2 separate regions of the Zea mays genome follow, and region 1 is linked to region 2. The links are chromatin contacts, called in public Hi-C maps. All regions are on one chromosome and are shown on one strand. Each heading gives the region's core, a stretch centred on a gene start, on an enhancer-like site or on the middle of the called end of the contact. The rest is flanking DNA. Distances are from core to core; before and after follow the strand shown.

Region 1 (6,879 bases), core at 2,040-4,539, 180 kb after region 2:
ATTTTTTGTGACACAATGAAGACACTCTATCTCCCCTCTATCACTGTATTCTCTCATTTGGTCTATATCACTATTCCTCTGTGAAAAATACGCAGGGTGATTTGGCGTCGGTAGTGTTGTGCAGCCACTCTCCAAGTTGAACACTACAGATGACGTGAATGGCCTGTCGTCAGGGTTTTCCTGCACACACAAAAGCCCCATGTGGATGCAAAGTGAAGCTTCGTCTTGTAAGCAGGTATCCACAATACACTTGTCTACCAGATCTTCCGCGTTTCCATCCATCCAAAGGTTCCATGCCTGAAACAAGCACACCGTTCCTTTAGATTGTGTAACACTGTACATTTAAAACCGTTTTTTTATGGTAGTTTGGGAACTTCATTTTCCAAAGAGATTCCTATTTTGCCAAGATAAAATAAACTAATTTCCTTTGAGAAAACATAAACCTCTTGAAAAAAATGGGGTTTCCAAACTAATAACCCTTAGTTTGAGGAAATCAAAAGACAATCATATTTGCTTGCATATACTATGAGGTTTGGGCAACCTGGGATGCGGTCAACAGAGCTTATTTTTATACCGCTCACGATCTCCAGAAGTAGAACGCCAAAACTATAGACATCAGACTTCACAGAGAAGATGCCCTCCATTGCATACTCAGGAGCCATATAGCCACTGTTAAGACCATTTCAGTTGTGAAGGCTATGAGGATGAATTGGTACCAATCATAGGTTAATTTAAGTATTGGGATCAAAGTACCACTCACTATGTCCCAACAACTCGCTTGGTATTAGCATTTTCTTGATTATCACCAAAGATCCTCGCCATGCCAAAGTCGGCTATCTTGGGCCTCATCTCTGCATCTAGTAACACATTGCTAGCTTTGAGGTCTCTATGGATTATTGTCAGTCTTGAATCATGGTGGAGGTACAAAAGCCCCCTTGCAACTCCTTTGATTATCTTGAACCTTGTTGCCCAATCTAGCGGTGCATTTCTCGCGCAATCTACGGTAAACAGTTATGAAAAATGTTATTATATCATAACTCAATCGCATACTGAACTTGTCGTAAATATTGGTAGAACGTACTGAAAATGATGGCATCCAAGCTTTTATTGGGCAGATACTCATATATCAACAGCTTTTCATCTCCATCAATGCAGCAACCAAGAAGCCTGACCAAGTTTCTATGCTGCAGCTTGGCAATCAGAACAACTTCGTTTCTGAACTCCTGAGTTCCTTGGTCCGAGTCCCTGCTAAGTCGTTTGATAGCAACCTCTTGACCACCTTCAAGTGTCCCCTTTGTATAGTTACCATCGAAAAAGCAAGATTGGGATATGCAGTGCAGATTAATTAATTAGATAACCAGTCAAGGAAAAGCAAAGGTAGAAACTTCCATCGTAAACTAAAGTACCTTGTAAACTTTCCCGAAACCTCCCTGTCCAATCATAAACACATTGGAGAAGTTGTCTGTTGCGACTAGAATGTCTTGGAATTTCAGAAATGGAAGTTCAGAATCATTGCTAGTTTTTTCTTCTCCAAGTCCGCCTGAAGTAAAACCTCCATGGAAAATCGTCGTCCGATTTTCCAGATTTATTTCCCTTCCTGCTCCCAAAAGTTGCTGAGTATTTGCTCTTAAGTAATTGAGATCGGTATACAGGATTGATAACATACCTCTGAACTTGCAGACCCATATAAGCAAAATGGAAGTGAGAACAATAACAGCTGCTAGAATTGGTAGCATGATTCTCATTGTGTTTGTTTTTGTCCTTTTACCTGCAAAGCAGCGCACAGTTTATTCATATGATTACATAGTTCAGTATTCAAAGAGCTAAACAAGTGCTAAGATCATACAATACAGTGCATACACCCATCTTCTTGCGACATGAAAATGGTACCTGGCATGCCTGCAACTCGGAGATATAGCGTCTCCTGACTATCGGCACCAGCAGTACTATAGAGGAGCACACCCATCTTCTGCGAGTCTACAAGCTGATGATCACCGATCCACAGCAGACACCTTGTCGCATCGCCGTTTGCTGCGCTGGCATTCAAGTTGGCATAAGCGTATGCCACACAGGAGCAGTTGCCACTGCACTCAGCCGCGCACTCCTGGAAGGTCTTTCTCCCAACGCGCACAAACTTGTCGGGCACCTTCATATCCGTCAGGGCCAAGAAACCATCACCATCACCACACCGCAGCGCCTCCTTTCGCCGGCATCCCCGTGAGAATCTGGCACTGCTCCATCCTTCTCTGTCCACAGGCTCGAACCCCTCAAGGCACTTGCAGGTCGGGGTAGCATCAGAGTGGTCACAGTAGCCAGAAGGCCCACAGTAGCTGTACCTGCTACACTCGTAGTCCGGCGAGACTACAAGCGTTGTCCACTCCGATGAATTTCTGTTCCAGACACTTGTTTCTAGCTTGCCGGAGTAGCTCATTACTGTCCGAATGGGTGGTGCGCCATCGGAGGTAGTGAAGACCATGTATATCTCATCGGCAGTGCGAACATATGTGAATGTCAGGTATACCCCAACGCTGGTATTTGCCTGAAAGAACTGGCTGGACACCGTGAACCCTGTCCACACATTACTGCGCCATTCTGGAACCGAACCGTTCCGGATGAACCACTGTATGAATGGGTCTGTCTCCCCGGCTAAAGAGAAGGTACCCAACGAGGGATCGTCGGCGTCCTTCCAAGAAACAAGGTTGTTGGCTTCATGCGTCTTGTAGCTCCTCCATATCTTCATGGTAGGTAGGAGCGTGTCAGTCGGGTGGTCAAAGCTCTGCCACACCATGATGCCAGTCGGTGACCGTAGGATGAGGTTGCCTGAGTTCGAAAGCACCGCCACGGATCCAGTAGCGTTCGCCGTCCTCGGCGACGGCGATGAGCTTCCAGTTCCAGCGGCCGTGGTGTTGGTCTTCCAGAGAACACGGCCGTTGACATCGGACAAGACAAGGTTAGAATCGTTGGTAAGAACAAGTGAAGGGGCGGAGGAGGAGATGGCCGGTGCCGCCCGGTTTGCAACCCACACCGCGGTGAGCCGGGGGACGTTGTTGTACCATATGCCAATATAGAGCTTCTCCGGAGTGGAGTTGGACGGGGCGAAGAAGCCAAAGGCGAACTCGCCGCCATCAGATACGATGATGGTGCCGGGCATGAGGGGCTTGCCTGGGACGAGACGGTCGTCCGAAGCGCCCAAGGTTGACAAGAGGAGGAGAAGGGCTGCCGTGTAGATCGAGATGGAACTCGGGAATGCCATGCGTCGACTTCGGAAGGCGCGCGCACAGAGAAGCTATGCACAGGCAGAGGCAGCCGGCAGCCCCTAGCCCGCTGCATGCCTGCATATATACAGTATGGATATGGAATGGTGTAAAGTTCCTACTGCATGCTTGGTGTGCACGCAAAATGCAAAAAGAAGACCATGTTTCATAGACTGTATAATGAGTTCAAACAAAGCAGTCAATTTGTGTTGGTTGTTGAGATGTATACGTCGAGGAAAAAAATTTGGTGCAGTCCGGCTACAAACCAGAATGTTTGAAGCCTCTCACAAAAATGAGGATAGACCCCACCCGCAGCAGCAATAACACAACTAAAACGTTATCTGGTGGACCTGCAGGTGAGATCTATTCTCCTTTTTGTGGGGGAGCTACAAAGTTTACAGCCGGCCTGTACCATTTTTTTCCTACATCGAAGGGGATTGTTAACTACCTTGGCTTACAGGATTGTTACCTTGCTGTTTATGTGAAATGGTTCGTCTAGAAGGTTATACGGAACCACATTGCCGCCCTGAATCAAAATTTACTAGCTAAATTCGTCATTCCGTTCCCGTCATCACAATCAGTGAATAACTTAGGTTAAAATCAAAGCAAGCTATAATTTAAAACCGAGGGAAGTGAAGTAGTCCTACTCATTGATAAAAAAAAATCACATCTACCCCTGGACTGGGGGCCTGGGGCAGTTGAGCTTAACGGAATGACACGCAAATGACAAAAGAGAAATAGCCCCCCCCCCCCCCCCCCCCCCCCCCCCCCCCCCCTCTTTTTTTCCCATTTCATTGTTGGCATGTAGATTATTTGTTTGACACTTGTGTGCAGTCATCGTTACGAGGTCACCGCGAACACTGCCGAGGAGACCTTTCCTTGGGATGACTTCCTCATGGATCAAGATAAAAAATAATAATTATATGCGTGTAATCAAAGTTGAGATTGTACTAGTTGTCAGTTGAGATAAAAAAAAAGAAGACTGTTTGTTTCCGAGAAAGTAGCCCTCGAGACGCTATCAACAACCGGCCATAGAATGCAATAGGTGAACTGAGGCATCTCAGCAGGTGAGTTTCAGCTATTTACGTACGTAGTACCCGTTTTTATTTAACATAATAGAGCACCAGTGAGGTAAGAAAAGCATGATTGGTGTAAGAAAACGGGCGCGGACAAACTCCTTGGATTGTTGGTGGCGCTGATGTCTCGTCTCTATCCGTTTCTGCGCCGCGACGAGGAAGTAGACGCGTAATCGCTGGGATGGACGGCACAAGGAAACTATTGTTGATTCTGAACGGACGGGATACGTATAGATAGCAAATAATCGGAAAATACTGTACATAATCAGAAAAAAAATATTTTTTAAGGCGCGACAGATTTTCTGGGCCGTATCAAAACACTTTTCGCTTGTGGGATGAGAACATAAATATTGCTGCTATACGCTTAAAAACTCCATGCAATGACCTTGTGTTTTTTACGGTTGCTATCCTTAAATTTGTTATTTTTTCGCTCTCAGTTTTGGCTATCTGTTATTATAACATCTCATATTTATGACTGTCGGAACCATATGTGTCTATAATTTATGGATCCGATGGTATATTGGTGAAGCCTATAAATAATAATAGCAAAATTACAAATGACACTGCAGTTATTCCTTTGAAGCACATACCTTGACTCTACAACAAAAAAATGAGTACTCTATCGCACATCTATGGTTAGAGATGTTAATAGAGAATTCCCCATCGGGTTATAGCATCGCAGACCCATTCCCGTCATATTTGATCAATCCACATACCCATCATGGGTGTAAAACATATCTCATATCTATCCTCGTTCGGGTTTCGGGTCCCCATTGGGTCCCCATACTCAATTAAGGGATAACTAGGTACTAACATCTAGCACAAACTCTCCAGATTTTAGACATCACCACATCAGCAAGCACTCATTCACGAACCATGATCCATTCATCCATCATCAGAAAAAATCAGTACTTCGGGACCAATAGAAGAAATGGAGAAATAGAGTATGCACACCTTCCTTGGTCACCATCCGAGTTTGTTGGCGCATGAGATCCATGGTCGTCATCCTAGGCTCCTAGCATTCAGCGATGCTCCTCGTCGCTGGTGAAGTCGCCAGTGTGCAATGCCAGTGCAACTGTCCAGTGTACAATGCTAGCGCATCTATCTAGGCGTGCGGCGGTTGGTCGGCTGGGCAAGGCGTAGCGTATGGCTGGTTATTTTAAGATTTTGTTTTTTTGCTAGTCTGATAATTGCCTTGCCGTGTTGCCTTGTTGGGCTAAGACCTGGGGCCTGGTGCGCTGCCATGCTGGGCTTGGTGGCCGGCTTGACCTCAACTCATTCATACAAACATGTGAGACGTACACATATGAAATACCCATGGGTAATCGGGTTCGGATTATCGCTTCCCAAACCTATACCCGTTTACCTAATGGATAAAAATTTTGTCTCATATCCATACCCATGGTGACAATTTTTGTCCTATACCCGTACTCTAATAGGGAAATTCCCCACGAGAAGACATCTATATCTATGGTTGTAATAGTCATTGTGTTCTAAGAGTTTAAGATATCTTCGCTTAAGCTCCATTTCACTATTTATCTGCGCTGAATATGCCGGGTGATTGGGCTTTGGTAGTGTTGTGCATCCAACTCTTAGATCTTGTCTGAACTATACACACGTGCGAGCTGTGCATTGTAATTATAAAAAATCAGAGAATAAATAGTAGTTCTCTCTATGTTGGATCTTTGTGTTTTTCTACTTGTATCGACTAGCTGGCGACATATTTCATAACATATATAGTTCGCATAGACTGGTGTAACACCATGACACTTAGCGACCATTTCAGAGACATAATCATATACAGGACAGGAATTTTGAAGAAATGATTTTATTTTCGTTATTAGGAAATTAAAGCAATGCTGAGAAGACGATAGAGCAATGCTGGTGTCATCGGTACCAACAGGTAGCCAACTGGGCTGAATTGGGTGGACACAATCCAACAAAATGATGAGAGAAGGTTCTTGTGTTGGTTGTTTGTGTCTTATTGTGAAAGAATTACATAAATGATCACTTTAGGAAAGATTTGTTCGGTTAGAAGTGAATTTAAGAGGAGGATTTAAATCTATTTCTAGTCAAATTTGAATAGAGATAGATTTAATCCACTTAAATTCTGTCCGATTACCATATAAGGGTTAGTTTGGTTGCGTCTGAATCAAAATGGATTGAGAGAGATTAAATCCTTTTTATTTAATTTTAACTAGTGAGAGATTTAGTCCTGTATAATCCGCTTCGATCCAGACGTAACTGAACAAGCGCTAAAAGAGGTACAGTGTGGTCATAAGACATGGACGATCGACTGTGTGAATTTACGCATTTCATTCATATGCAGGGTCAGGATAAAGCTGTGTCATTAGATGGTGCAAATGCATTCTCGATTTTTTTTTAAAAAAAATATTTTGATTAAAATTTCTCCATATATATGCTGCTCATATGATATATACAAGTATATGCATCTGTTAAGACAAGTATACCCTCTTTCTATTTTCTCTAGATTCGTTCGTTACTGTTTAAGTGCATATCTTATTTGTTTGCCCACATTTAAATGGTAT
Region 2 (6,296 bases), core at 810-3,309:
CCTTTCAGCGACAATCGGCCTTTCTCACGAATCACAACATGTAAAGCCGTGTAGCCGTTGAGACTTGAGCGTACGATCTGCGACCAGCGATTCACGACGCGAAAAGATTCTAACGATTTGCCAGTTGCCAACACTGCACGTGACGACTCCGTCAAATCACAAGAGATCGTTTGGCGCCACGCAATCACGCTACGTTCCACGGATACACCAGACGGCATTCATGCCATCATAGTGTTCTGAGATTTAAAACAAACGTCTATTGTGATCTGAGATTTAAAACAGGCATCATAGATGCTTGGGGTAAGTACAGACTGCAGGCTAAACATCCCAATCCAACAACGGTCGAGTGCCGATGAAGCGAAGAAACTACAAACTAAACTGCCTCACTCCAGGGACGGGACGACACTTGCAAGGAAACTACTCAGAGAAGACGGCACTAATCTACTGCATCTAGAAAGTCCTTCGAGAAAGCCCGGTTAGGCCGACAACGACGAAGATTTTTTTCCCTGACTGCAAACACTTGGACAGAGTTTCATCCGTCATACATCACTCGTCACCCTGCAAAACCAATTTCAAATGAACGAGTCCAATGAGGTTGTTGGATCCACAAAGCAAAACTACTAAACCAGGTGAAAGCACAAATAAGAGCAAGGACTCAAGAGGGTTTGTTCACCTCCTCGTCCTCGTCGTTCACCTCGGACTTGGACTTGTCGGAATCACCAGACGCCGTGGGGTCTCCAGACTGCAACGAGAGATGACACATGTCACGCACCGCAAAGAGGAATTTCGAAGCAACGCCGGACAACGAGAGTTGAGTGTAACATACTGTACCTGCTTGTTGTTGTAAGCGTCGATCTTCTTGGTGTACTCAGCCTTGAGCTTCTCTGCCTTAGACACGTAGGGAGCCTTCTCCTGCATTTGAAGAGTCGCACTACGTCAAACGGTGATGTTCCATCACATTACTAGTTTCAATCATAAATGCACACAAACAAACATCAGAGCGTTAAAAGCAAGTGAATATGCAAGTTCACCAACAATACAGTGAAACAAACAAACACTATCAAATGGGAACAGCACTAGGCAGCAGCAATTCCGCATATATTAAGTCTAAGCAAGCGTCTAATACCTTAGACATCAGTTATTACAATTCGAAAACATGAGGCGCGGTGAAATTTAAATTCAAATCACGAGTAATACCAACCCATTTCGAATTTAACATATGGAATTTTAGCAGATCTAACGATGGATCGGGTAAACATGATATATAATATAATTACTGATATACATACAAACACACAGGGGACGAGCGCGGATACATCTAGAGCAACACGCTTATCGTAAGAACAACGCACACCGCAACCAACTGCGGACTCAAACGGTTAAAATGGGACTGGGGAACAAACAAACTCACGGCATCAGACAGGGACTTCCACTTGTCACCACCAGCCTTGCCAATCTGTCATTCACAAACACAACACAAAATCAGAAACGCAAATATCATAACAGGCCGCCACGAATATTCGAATCGAATGACGAAATCATGGATGAAACAGCTTACCACGGAGACTTGCTTCACATTGGGGTGCTTCTCCTTGTAGTCCTTCCTGAACTCCTCCCTGAAAAATCAGACCCAACCGATCATAACAAAATCCAAACGGCGGGAGAACAAAAGGCCGCATGATCCAATAAAACTCACATGAAGACGAAGAACGCGCTCGGAGGCCTCTTGGGCTTGTTTGGGTCCTTCTCTGCCTTGGTCTTCCTCACCGAGAGCCTTCAAAAAAAACAAACAAATCCAGTTTAAAACCACAAACAAAAAAACGAGAATGGTTGATAGCGGTGGCCAAATCGAATCATACCTGGAGTCGCCGGCGGTGGACCGTGCCCTCGACTTCATCTCGAGTCCTAACGAACCAAATCCAACAAAACAATCAGATGCAACCCATAACGCATCATCTAATTCATAACTATTTGATGTAGAATTCCGAATTCAAGTACCTTGGGGCCTGATCGCGACTAAGGTTTGGGTGTGTGAGCACGAAAACGGTTGTAGGCCGGCGCCGCTCTGATGCGAGTGGAGGGGAAAGGAGGCCACAAGGGGGCGGCTTTTAAAGTAAGGGGCGGTGGGCATTTGCGCGGGATCTGAAATTTTTTAGGCACGTCACCGATCCGGCCACTCGCCTCCCATTGGCCGCGCGGCGCGCCGCTTGCTACTGCCCTCCGCTAGGACTACGTGATCTCCTGCTAGCCTGCGGGGGGCTGCTTCGATGGCTTGGATGAATTGGGAGTCATGGGTCCATCCTGTCAGTAGCTTTGCGGGTGGCGTTCGGTTATTTTCGGTTGGAGGCGGGAGTTTTCACGGTGTGCTTTCTTTCGCCCGCCCTGTGCTTCTTCTAGGGTCAGTCGGCCATTTCGCGCTATAGCGAAACCGATCGAAGTTTTCGAGCCTACGTGTCATCCGTGGTGGGGGGCAGGCCTTTATTGCTTGAAGGTAGAGACGGCCAAACGGGTCGCCCGGCCCGGCCCGGTGAAGCCCGGCCGAAAACCGAGTCGGGCCTGTTGAGTCCGCGGGCTCAATTTTCTGTTCAAGCCTGGCCCGCAGCGGGTCTAAACGGGCCGGGCCGGCCCGTTTAGCACGAAAAAACGTGTCGAAAAGCGGGTTAAACGGGCCGGTAAGCACGTTGTAGTGTTAAAAAACGGGCTTAACGGGCTTAGAGGTAAACGGATTGTGCCGGGCTAGCCTGTCGTGCCTAGTTTCCTGTCCAAGCCCGCCCGCTTATTCGTACCGTGTCGGGCTCGGACCGGGCCCAAAAAGCGGGCTTCGTGCCGGGCTCACGGGCCTCGTGCTTATTGGCCATCTATACTTGAAGGTACTAGTTATCCGTATGTGTTCAGGTCGGCCAGGTCCCTGCGCGCGGCTAGCCGCCCTGCCCCCATGCGCGCGCGAGTCCCACGGCTCGGCCGGCCAGGTCACGACCAAGCCCGGCGTCGGCCAGCCCCGACGGCGCCCTCGCCCGTGCAGCCCCTCATCCCCGCGCTCCTCCCGTGGCGCGGCGGTTGGCCGGCGCGGCGGCTCGCCCGCCGCGGCCGCGCGTCTGACCCCTGCCTTGCCCCAACCTCGCGCGAGTTCGCGCCCTACTCCTTCACAATGACAGATGTTGTGTGGGAGAAGAACGTGAGATGAAGAAACGAAAATTTGTGAAAACACCCCTATCAGATTTTAAAACAGTACACAAATCAGTGATAATTTTTGCGTTTTAAATCCGGTTCGATCCATTTAAGTTACGTTAGATTCGTATTAAAATTATCTTCACGTTAGAAGCATTTTTCCCTAATGTTGCATATTTTATTTAATTTATTTAAACGTTTGTTTGATCAGAGGTTAATAGACCGACATTTTATTTAAATCTAATTTAGAATTACGCATTTGTAAATCAACATCAGCACAGTTAATGTTAACTGAACTATTCTTAGTAAATAATTGGTTAGTTTAATTATGTTATTTATTTATTAGTTTTCGTGTATTGTTTCGGCCCGCGTGCCGCAGTGCTGTTTCGTGTGCGTCGTCGTGTGTCGTTCGCGAGTGTCGCGCGTGCTGTTCGCACGCGTTGTCGCGCGCCGTTCGTGCGTTATCCGCGCGCGAGATTAAATCGTTTGCTTATAATAATTCATGTCAGTTAATTAGTTATTTATTTAATCATCAACAATTAAAATAGTAAGTTAGTGTAACACCCCGGGGTCCACAAACACCCCGGAATGCTATTGAACTACACATCTGGCATTCGTATATAAAATTTCGGCAGCATCTCCTTTGAAAAATTGCATAAACGAGAGGCAACAGTGTATAAACATATATCATGACAAAAAACATACTAAGCATTATTAATCTGCTAGCAAAAGGAAGTTAAACATAACAACATAAATTGAATTAACCAGTGCCCACGGCTAGAAAAAAACATCATTTGACATCGAGTTTCTAGTTAAATCATGGTTGCAACTGGGCAGCGTTATTATAATAGTGAAGGTGGATGTGCTGCTACTTCCCTCATTCCCAACATGAATCAAGTACCTGCATTGAGTAATGCAAGAGTGAGATGATACATCTCAGCAAGCAAATTGTTTTGACGAGATATTTAAACCACAAATTGAATTAAACAACATTTTAAAGGAATCACAATTGAGATCAGAAATACTTGTAGATATAGAACTCAATAGTCCCAATATAACCAATATCATCTCATTTCCTCGAACAACCACAATAGGTTGTATAACACTTCCATGCGTCAAACAATACCTGCAGATATCACTTCAATGTATGCATAGGAATGCAATATGTAGGTCCTCTGCCCTCATACCTCTAAGAGTATAAAAACCACACCATCTGCTAATATCACTTCAATGAATGCAATGCATATGTCCTCTGCCTTCATACCTCTAAGGGTATGAAGCCGCATCGTACCCCTCCTCGGGCAACGTACGATGCTAAGTTGTACCGATACGGTCGGACCATAGGTCACGACCAAACTTCAGATGCAAATGAATCATGCAATGCATATGGCATGCTGCATTTATCAATATACTTCACTTCCTTCAGATACAATACAAACCTCAAATAATACTCCATCTTCCTTCAAGGGTGAAATTAATCTCATGGGTCATACTCGACCCATAAGCATCATCCATATATGATAGAGCATCAATATAATACAATTAAGTAAAACATCATCATAGAGTTCAATTATGAAAGAATCCAATAATTCTGAATATTAGAGTGTAGGCGAAAGAAATAACAGGTCAAAACGGTAGCAACCACCGCTACATTCACTTGCCTTCATCGAAGAAGAAAAATGTACTAGGCATGATCCGGAGTGTAGCCACCTGCTAGCAGGCATAAAACTTAGTACAAATATTTCACAAACATTTGCCAACAATCATCAAATCGCTCCTACACTTGAAACAAAGACCCGGTGGAAAAACTCCCACCCTGAACCACATGCTAAACAGCAGCAACGCTGTTTGTTAATTTTGTATCTTTAAAATTATAATAGTGCTGATATCAAAAAAATACTCAAGGAGTATCTACACAAAATACTCTGCAACTTCAGTATTCAATGGATAATTAAATTCTGTCATCTGTAAGTTCTAAAACATCTGATAAGGTAACTGACTGAATCTGTTTAAGACAGCAGCATAGTTAACTTCAAAATTCGATATCTTCCAAACTACTCAACCAAAAATTATGAAGTTCTACTGGCAGTAAGAACTTTTATCCCTCTACAAAAGTCTCTATAGTTGGAACAGCCAATTCGGCTATTTACTATATGAAACCCACTAGTGAACAGACCCGCTCATTTTTGTCAGGCAAACAGGAACAGCCATAGTAAAACAAACATAACTGTATTTTCATAATTCATATGAATGCAATCTTTAACAATATGGAACAATTATGAAATTGTCTACAACTTCTTTTACAATCCTAAAGTTTAATTCTGTTGATAAAATTGCCTAAATCTTAAGAGAACAGATTCTACACAGAATTATGAGACTGAAAAACCACTATAATCAAACTGCAATAACTTTCTGCTCTGATGTCCGATTGAGGTGTTCTTTGCGTCCACGGAAAGATCTACAAATTATCTACGACTCATAGATAGACTTTTTTTGAGGCCACTAAGACCACAGAAAACTGCCATGAACAGAAACTGTCGAATCTGTCATTCTGCAGAAACTAGATTCGAGATCAAAATCTAACCCCCACATCCAATCCAACAAAATTGCAGCATAATTACCAAGAGGAAAACAATACCAACTTGGACTCCTTTTCTTTCTTTCTTCTTCCTCCCATCAATCCACCAATGGAGAATGCAGCACACCAAAGGAGGAACCAGGGGCGGCTAGGGTTTAGAGGGAGGTGGGTGCAGCACCTTGGGGAGGAGAGGAGCGGCTGCAATGGGGAAGAAGAGGGGTGACTGCTTCAAAAATGAGGGAAGGAGGGGGGCGGTTGCTGCTATGAGGGAAGGGGAGGGGCGGCTAGGGTTTTTTAGAAGAGGAGGGAGCGATGCCCCTGATGCCCTTGATGTGAAACCGACGACTCACAACCAAATCCCCCATCCATGCCCCGATTCAGACAAATGAATACTCAAATGATATCATTTAAATGAGATCTTCACATCCACGGACTCCAAACTTCCAACGGCCCACAACCATTTTCCCACATCCACGCACCGAAGATAAACTTTTGGTCAACATTTTTTTAGGATATTACAGTTAGTCAAAGATAAGTAGTAGTTTTGATT

Evidence for each region. A called contact is a pair of places that touch in the nucleus more often than the background predicts.
Region 1: a contact with region 2 is called in a Hi-C map of leaf, with 10 times the contacts expected there. The contact joins the promoter of LOC103634286 here to the promoter of LOC542658 in region 2. A contact is called at or near these places in 10 of 25 Hi-C or Micro-C datasets (bundle sheath, ear, endosperm and 4 more) and 1 of 3 datasets of contacts at active chromatin or transcription factors (leaf).

The regions. Positions count from the first base shown.
Region 1 is chr7:153,464,549-153,471,427 of Zm-B73-REFERENCE-NAM-5.0, forward strand. It overlaps LOC103634286 (G-type lectin S-receptor-like serine/threonine-protein kinase RKS1), which reads right to left and starts at 3,290. Exons shown (of 7, transcript XM_020541174.2): 1 at 1,891-3,290; 2 at 1,667-1,768; 3 at 1,407-1,597; 4 at 1,082-1,292; 5 at 761-998; 6 at 542-669; 7 at 1-297. The coding sequence starts at 3,253. The coding sequence ends at 170.
Region 2 is chr7:153,283,642-153,289,937 of Zm-B73-REFERENCE-NAM-5.0, forward strand. LOC542658 (HMG-like nucleosome/chromatin assembly factor D) reads right to left here and starts at 2,060. Exons shown (of 8, transcript NM_001112179.2): 1 at 1,999-2,060; 2 at 1,860-1,905; 3 at 1,697-1,774; 4 at 1,559-1,616; 5 at 1,412-1,456; 6 at 832-912; 7 at 674-742; 8 at 246-558. The coding sequence starts at 1,897. The coding sequence ends at 547.